Linked DNA regions of Sus scrofa: region 1 is linked to region 2. A link is a contact called in public Hi-C data. All regions are on one chromosome and are shown on one strand. Each heading gives the region's core, a stretch centred on a gene start, on an enhancer-like site or on the middle of the called end of the contact. The rest is flanking DNA. Distances are from core to core; before and after follow the strand shown. Region 1 overlaps LYRM7 (complex III assembly factor LYRM7). Region 2 overlaps LYRM7 (complex III assembly factor LYRM7).

The links. Hi-C and Micro-C count contacts between places; a contact is called where the count stands out from the background.
Region 1: a contact with region 2 is called in a Hi-C map of liver, with 3 times the contacts expected there. The contact joins two enhancer-like sites. A contact is called at or near these places in 8 of 47 Hi-C or Micro-C datasets (alveolar macrophages, brain, heart right ventricle and 3 more) and 2 of 2 datasets of contacts at active chromatin or transcription factors (alveolar macrophages and skeletal muscle).

Annotation. Positions count from the first base shown.
Region 1 is chr2:133,679,575-133,683,324 of Sscrofa11.1, forward strand. It overlaps LYRM7 (complex III assembly factor LYRM7), which reads left to right. Exons shown (of 8, transcript XR_002342091.1): 7 at 830-945; 8 at 1,485-3,750. It overlaps CDC42SE2 (CDC42 small effector protein 2), which reads left to right. Exons shown (of 6, transcript XM_005661625.3): 5 at 830-945; 6 at 1,485-3,750. The coding sequence ends at 928. It overlaps LOC110259698, which reads right to left. Exons shown (of 6, transcript XR_002342086.1): 6 at 2,208-3,750. Among named protein-coding and RNA genes, the nearest start is that of CDC42SE2, 120 kb to the left of the region's middle. Within about 2 kb of position 1,562, at least 5 of the 83 cell types and tissues checked have an H3K27ac peak or open chromatin away from gene starts, as enhancers often do. A contact at or near this core is called in liver, where this site is marked.
Region 2 is chr2:133,581,328-133,584,955 of Sscrofa11.1, forward strand. The region is part of intron 4 of LYRM7 (complex III assembly factor LYRM7); the gene reads left to right. The region is part of intron 1 of CDC42SE2 (CDC42 small effector protein 2); the gene reads left to right. Among named protein-coding and RNA genes, the nearest start is that of CDC42SE2, 19 kb to the left of the region's middle. Within about 2 kb of position 2,279, at least 25 of the 83 cell types and tissues checked have an H3K27ac peak or open chromatin away from gene starts, as enhancers often do. A contact at or near this core is called in liver, where this site is marked.

The sequences.
Region 1 (3,750 bases), core at 312-2,811, 98 kb after region 2:
GAAAATAGCCCTGTAAGGTGGTTAAGAGAGAGTATCATCATTAACCCGTTTTATGGATAAGAAGCCTGATGTTCACAGAGGATGAATAGTTCACCCGGAGTGAAAACAGTAATAAATCAGTCTGGGCCACAATCCAAGTCTGTGGGTTCTTAAGCTATTTTTCGCTTAATTAGACAAAACTGTATTAAAGTTGTAAATTTTACCACATGGACTTTTAAAAATTAGCTTTCATTAGTCTAATTTCATTCATATTTGTTACTGCTTTTTTTAAATGAGAATTTACTTATGTTGCAAAGGCTCTTAGTGCCATCCTGGGTACTTGAGGCAGGGAATTTGTTTGAGCTCCAAATTATTTTTTTGTTTTTCTTTTTCAGCCATGGCCAGGGATCGAACCCATGCCACAGGAGCAGCTGAAGCCAATGCAATGACAACACCAGATCCTTAACCTGCTGAGCCACCGGGGGGCTCCCATCGTTTTTTTTTTTATCTGATTCTAATCCATGTAATTGCGTGATCCTCTGTGTGAGGTGTTTGTAAATTAGGGTGGCTGAGGAACAGAACATTGAATTGATCTTTCCCAGTTTTTTGAAATTGGGAAGTGGAGAAAGTAGCAGGGAAAGGGCGTTGTACCAAAAAAAGAGAAATGCTTCCATCAATAGCCTCACCATTTCTCCTTATAATGAGAACACTTGTAAGTCTATAAAAGAAATTTTTTTTCCTATAAAAAGTAAATACCCTTCTGGAAAAAGCAGCCCAGGCACAATGTTAGACAAGAATTGCTTAGTTGCAGTCAGCCCCTGACTTTGGTTCTGTTTTTGTCCTGTTTCAGGTCAGCTCCATCCAGAACCAGATGCAGTCTAAAGGAGGCTACGGGGGCGGCATGGCTGCCAATGTGCAGATGCAGCTTGTGGACACGAAGGCAGGATAGCCCCGGATCCTCCTCCGGTGAGTACCTCAGCTCAGGCCGGAACCTCCCCGAGAGAGGCTTAGTTCAGCCTCAGGGTTAAAAAACATCTTGCTCTCATTTGTAAAAAAAAAAAAATTGTAAATGTACTATTTAAAAGGCAGAAATATTCTAATTGGCTTCACGATGGTCATCGGAAGTTACTGCCTTTGGAATAATTAGTTTCAGGTTATTCTTTTGCTTATGAGAAACTTAAGTACTTTGAGACCTCTTGTGGTGGGGAGCCTTTGAGATTCTGGTGACAAGATGTTTCTTATGTGTCCTTTAAACATGAGTGAAATTATTGAGCATTGATACTGCAGGAAATCCCATGTGTAGTCATTTTATATTAAACACGATCATGGCTAAATCTGTCATTATACCCCTTTCAGTAAAAAGCTAACTTAGAAAAAGGTATGAGAATAATTTGGATTTTCCTTTCGGTTTTATAGGTCATTGTGAATTTCTGTGTTGTTTCCACTGTTGTTTAATTTTTTTTTTTGTCGTGATTGCTTTTCTTTCCTCTTCAATTACAAAAAAGAACTGTGTGCTGGCACCCTGTTCACCCTGCTGTGATTACTCCAGTGACAAGTTACTGTTCTGCTCTGAAGAAACTGTTGTCAGAAGAATCCTGCTTTTCCTTCAGCTGGCGTGCATGCCTTTGGACTCATGGACAGAGTTCTTTGGATTGTGGCTTAATTATTAATTTTTATCAATATGGATCTGATTTTAGCATGATCTTTTTTGTGAATGCTACTAGCACTGTTTTGCATTTTCTCCCCATTTTTAACGTTTCTCTTTCCACCGCCACCCCCTCTGCCTTATGATTTCGTTGGTAAGCAAAGACGTGCTATTACATGTTCATTTGTCACCGTTTATGTATATTTTGGAAGGTATAAGCACAGTGATCACTGCTCTTCATTTGAAACTCCAGCAGAGTAAATATCTGCATGCTTTATGAAGTTGCTTGTGTGGGAACCCGTGGGATGCTGGAAAGGAACGAACTTTCATGGGTTGTTGATACTGCTTGGCTCCCATGGGTTGTTGATACTGCTGCTATTAGAGAGAGGCGGGCTGTGGCACCAAGTCACATCAGTTTCACAAAAAAGGCAACTTGTAGCTTATTTTAGAAGTGTGATTTTTATTCAGTTAGAATTACAGTAACAGAAAAGCTTGCATTCATAAGGCATTCATTCTGTTGTAAATGTTCAATGTATTTATTTGAGAGTGAGGACCTGGGATTGTGAACAGGTGTGTGGTTGTGTATCTGAGTGTGTGTAATACCCTCATCCGATCGGACTCTGAGCATCACGGTCTTAGAAGTGGCTCATTTCTTGGTGTACTCATTTCGTTTTCACTTGTTTATGTTTAGTATTATGGTATCCAGTTGTTTCCAGTAGCAGTTTGTTGAACTTCTGGCCTGGACTCCAAACTGTGGACTCCAGAGTCATTGGGCCTCTTCGTAATGGAAGTTGCCAAGAGCTACAGTTGACCTGGCTGTGTTGTTGCCTATTCGGTGACTTCAGGTGTTGGTGAGAAACCTTTGGCTCAGGTTCCAAAATGATTATTTCACCAATTGTCCTTCTGTAGATGCTTTTCCTTCCACATGAGGGTGTAGTGCTAAGCCAGTTAGTAGTATGTTTTTTCATGAAAACGGTAAATCCTATGTCCATTTCAGCCCTAACAGTTATATCTGGTCAGACTCGTACTTCATGCAGGACCTGGGCCTCATGGAAAACTGACCTAGAAAGCTGTAATTAGGTAGTTGCATAAAGAGGGATCATTTTCTCTTCTTCAATCCCTTTCTCTTCACCTTAGGAGTTCTTGTTTAAGAGATAACTGAATAAATATTAGGTTTATATAGGCAAAATATGAAAGCACCCCCCCCCCCCCAGTTCTTTGGAATTTACCTGTACCGGGGGGACTAGATTACTCCGTCCTTATTTCTGCAGGTCTTCATAGTGTCAATCCCCAGCAGAATCTGTCAGGGACAAACGTGTATGCTTAGTAATCAAAGTAGGCATTGTGCAGTTAATAACTTTGAAACTTGAATTCATCTGATGTCATTACTTCACTGTGTGGCTACTGCATTCGGGGATATCCCCGCGTGCCACTCTGCCCAAACAGAGTCAGGGGCCTGCCAGGGACACTGCTGTGTGAAAGTCCGTGGGTTCTGTTGTTTTTGATTTTTTTTGTCTTTTTAAGGCTGCACCCATGGCTTATGGATGTTTCCAAACTAAGGCTTGAATTGCATCTGCAGCCACCAGCCCATGCAATGTGGGATCCAAGCCTCACCTGTGACCTCCACCACAGCTCATGGCAAGGCTGGCTCCTTAACCCACTGAGTGAGGCCAGGGGTCAGACCTGTGTCCTCACTGACCCTGGTTGGGTTCGTTGCCGCTGAGCCACAACAGGCAGTCCCATTCTGCAAGTTCTTTAAGGGACAGGTTTTTTTGGCATTGTCAGTGCTGATGTTGTGTAGTCTGGTTTGATTCTATACTTGTTAACTCCTAGAACGATACAGGGAGCCACGGTCCCTTTTCCCCAACTCACGATGTGATTTTGTTTTTTTCCAATCGCTCGCTTTTCTGATTCTCCAAGGACCAAATATCCCAGTGAGCACTGGAGCCTATCTCTGGTGAGCCAAAGGCTGCACTCTTTAGCCTCTAACTGTTCTGCAGCCACCACTGACTTCACAGGTGCAAGTAGCCACACTGTAGGCAAGACCATATGCCAAGGAAGGTGCCAATAGTGATTCAAAAAATAAGATGACGACCAACCGTTAATTCTAAGATAGTAACCCTAGA
Region 2 (3,628 bases), core at 1,029-3,528:
AAAAAAATGGAGTTCCCTTAGTGGCTCAGCAGTTAATGATTCCAGCTAGGATCCATGAGGATTTGGGTCCGATCGCTGGGCCTCTCGTTGCCGTGAGCTGTGGTGTAGGTCGCAGACTCGACGCAGATGCGGAGTTGCTGTGGCTGCGGTGTAGGCCAGGGGTTGCAGCTTCTATTCAACCCCTGGCCTGGGAACTTCCATAAGCTGCAGGTGCGGCCCTAAAAAGATTAAAAAAACAAACAACAAAAAAACAAAAAGTATACTGGAACCTTTTTATAGTACTAGCAAATAGTGAACAGAGCAAGATTAAGCTGAAACTGCTCTAGGACCCCATCCAAAGGGAGTTTCTGAACTGAAAGCCAAGAAATTTGATAATGAGTTGTCTTTATCATGATGCTATAAAATACCTGCAAATGTATTCTAGTCAAAACGGATTATAGTAAAACTCCCTCTTTTTCCTAGAGAGCATTTGAGAACTCTCTGTTAAAATTTAGGTGTGCTTGAAAATGATTGAATGATGAGCACTGTTTGCATTTTGTGGCTTACCCACTTAGAAATTCATGCTAAGATTTCTTTTTGTTGTTGTTCATTTATTTATTTGTTAGGCCGTTCCCAAGGCTTGCGGAAGTTACCAGGCCAGAGATGGGACCTGTGCCACAGCAGTGGTCTAAGGCATAGCTGTGACAAAGTCAAATCCTTATCCCACTGAGCCACCAGGGAGTACCATAATATTTCTTATTAAACCTTTGCAATTAAATTTTGTAAACATCTCCTACTAAAACACAATAATTTTGTTTCATTTGACTTAATATACTTTCACTTTTTTGCTGAGTATAGCAAAGGTGAATTTTTTTGTGTATTGAACATCGTATATATTTTGTACCTAATACATGGTGGGAACCCATGGCTATTTGTGGAACTGATGTGTTCATTGGATGGGAATGGATAAGGTTTAAGCAGAAAACAGCTCTCTTTCTTGCAATGTACCTTCAAAGTCTCCCTATAGATTTTTTTTTTTTTTTTTTTTTTTTTTGCCCTGCTTCTCCAGCTCTTAGGAAGGTCAGTTAGCTTTTCCAGTTACTTTTAGGTGGTAAAAAGCGTTTTGCTCATTGAACATTCAGAGTCTTATTTTAGTCATTAGAAGGTACAGTTTGGAATAATAATCAGTGTTCAAACTTTCACACAGTTTAGAATTTTTGTAGCTCAGAACTGCTTCAGAACAAGAAGCCTGCTTTAGAAGAAAGAGTCCTGATAGGCTTCTCTTTTTACTTTGGCAGCTCCTCTTTAGTATACTTTTGGATTCACCTGTCCAGAGTACAGCTCGTTGGTGAAAGGGGCTTGGGGGGCGGGGGATATATATGTGTGTGTGTACACACACATACACACACATATGTTCATACACACTGTGTGGTGGCAGTGGGGGAGGTCTGTGCCTGTGACATGTGGAAGTTCCTGGGCCAGGTATTGAACCTGTGCCACAGCACTGCCGCAACCTGCTGCAGTGACAGTCCTTAACTCTGTGCCACAAGAGAATGCCTCCAAGATACTGTTTTAATATGCCTCATTCTATTGTGATCTGGCAACTATGCCTCGGAAATGGACAGATTGTTCAAAGCTGACTCTCCAGGAGTGTTGGGAATGGTTTTCTTGAAGATTTCATGCCTGGGAACCTCCAGCTACAATTCCTGTTATATAATTCTTCTGTTGTGGTCCCTTAGTATTCTAGTTTCCCTCATCTGCAGGCTCACATTGCCCAGGGAGAGGTTTTGCTCTAGTCTTTAAGGTAGTTTGGTTACATTTTAACCAGACCTGCCTGTACTTTATTTTGTAGGATACAGTTTGAAACATTCCACCAGGGCCTTAACTTCCTATCTTTCCAGGTCCTTCAGTCAAGGACCCACACTTGAACTGTACTTCTTTGTCTGACACCTACAATCCCTTGCTTCTAACCCCTTTTTACTGTCCCAAGCCCTCCTTCCAACATATCCTTACTTGAGGATTTACCCTGCTGTGAATCCACAGGCCACGTTGAAATTTCTTCCTCTTAGACAGCCTCAGTTCTCTTTTAGTGCTTCATAATCTTACCAGGTAACTGCCCTCTCCCCACCCTCTCACCCCCATTCCAGTTCTCCATCTGGTCCAGCCAGTAGCTGACAATGGAGCCTGAGTCCTGGAAGACGTATCCAGGCTTATCTGTTGTCCCTTCATGTTGGCCAAGGAGGGTACTTTGTGCTGTCCACAGTCCTTTAATCATAGTATCAGTTAACCCCTGGCTGAATCACTCTTCCCCTTCTCTGAATGACTTTTTTACACTTCTTTCCTCAAACCTCTGTTGCGTCTTTTCATCTTCAGCTGATGACCTTGTTTCCTGTATATTAAAAACGAAAGCCATCAAGAGAAAACTTTTGCATATCTCCTCACTTCTGTACCCATACTCCCTGTATTTCCTACCTATGACCGCCACCTCCACTCTTGCCCTTGGTTCTGTTGCCCGTCTGTCAGGGGCGTTGTGTTGCCTCAGGATTCATCCCGTTCTCCCTGCCTGCCAGTGAGTTGCCTTATCAGTGCTTCCCTTTTGTCCTGGATTATTCCTGTCAGCATATAGATAGGTTGAAATATCTCCCATCTAAAAAACAAAAAAGCAGACGTCTCCCCCAGTACCACATCTTTCTTCAGCTACTGCTCTTCAGAAGAGTTGTTCCTGGTCACCAGAGCTCTCTGTGTGTCTAGGTTCCGCTCATTTGGTTTTTCTTTTTTGTCTCTCCCATGCAACCTTAACAGCTCTTGCTGAGATTACTGACTCATGACTTCCTTGGTGATAAATTCCCTAGTCACTTTTCATTCCTAATCTCACTGGCGGTAGCAGCAGAAGCCTTTGAAGTGGTTGATAATTTTTTCTTCCTTGAAGCCTTTCTTTGTTGCTGGGACACTGATGGTTATTTTCAGTTTCTTTTGCTGGTTCCTTTTTGTTGCCCCAACTTCTGAAAAATAAGACAGTGTCCCAGAGCTCTATGTTTAGAGCTCTTCTATATTTATGTGTAGTCTCCTATGATCTCATCCTATCCTCTAGCTAGAATTATCATATATTTTAAACTGAAAATGTTATCTAGTTCTCTTCCCTAAGCTTCAGACTTCTGTACGCAGCTGCCTACTCAGCGTTTCCCATTAGACATTCCAACTTTAACCTGTCCAGAATGAACCCCTCACCCTCAGTCCTCTCTTCCAGCCCCAGTGATTGTTCCTCTTCCAGGTTTTCTCATTTTATTAAATGTCAACTCCATCATTGTGTCTCTGATTCTAACCTTGAAAACATTCCTGACTCCTCTTAATTTTGTGTGTGTGTGTTGGGGGGTGGGGGTGGCATGCTGCACTCGTGGCATGGCATGCAGAAGTTCCTGGGCCAGGGATTGAACCCGTGCTGCAGCAGTGACAGTGCCGGATCCTTAACCACTAGGTCACCACGAAATTTCTTGACTCCTCTTTCTTATACTCTCATACCTAATTCAAAAGAATGTGTCATTGCAAGCATGTCCTTTATTTACCTTAAAATCGACTTTAAGAATAAATATAACCACGGCATGCTGCCTTCAACTGCCGCCGCCTCCTCACGCAGCCATCGTCTCTAGCC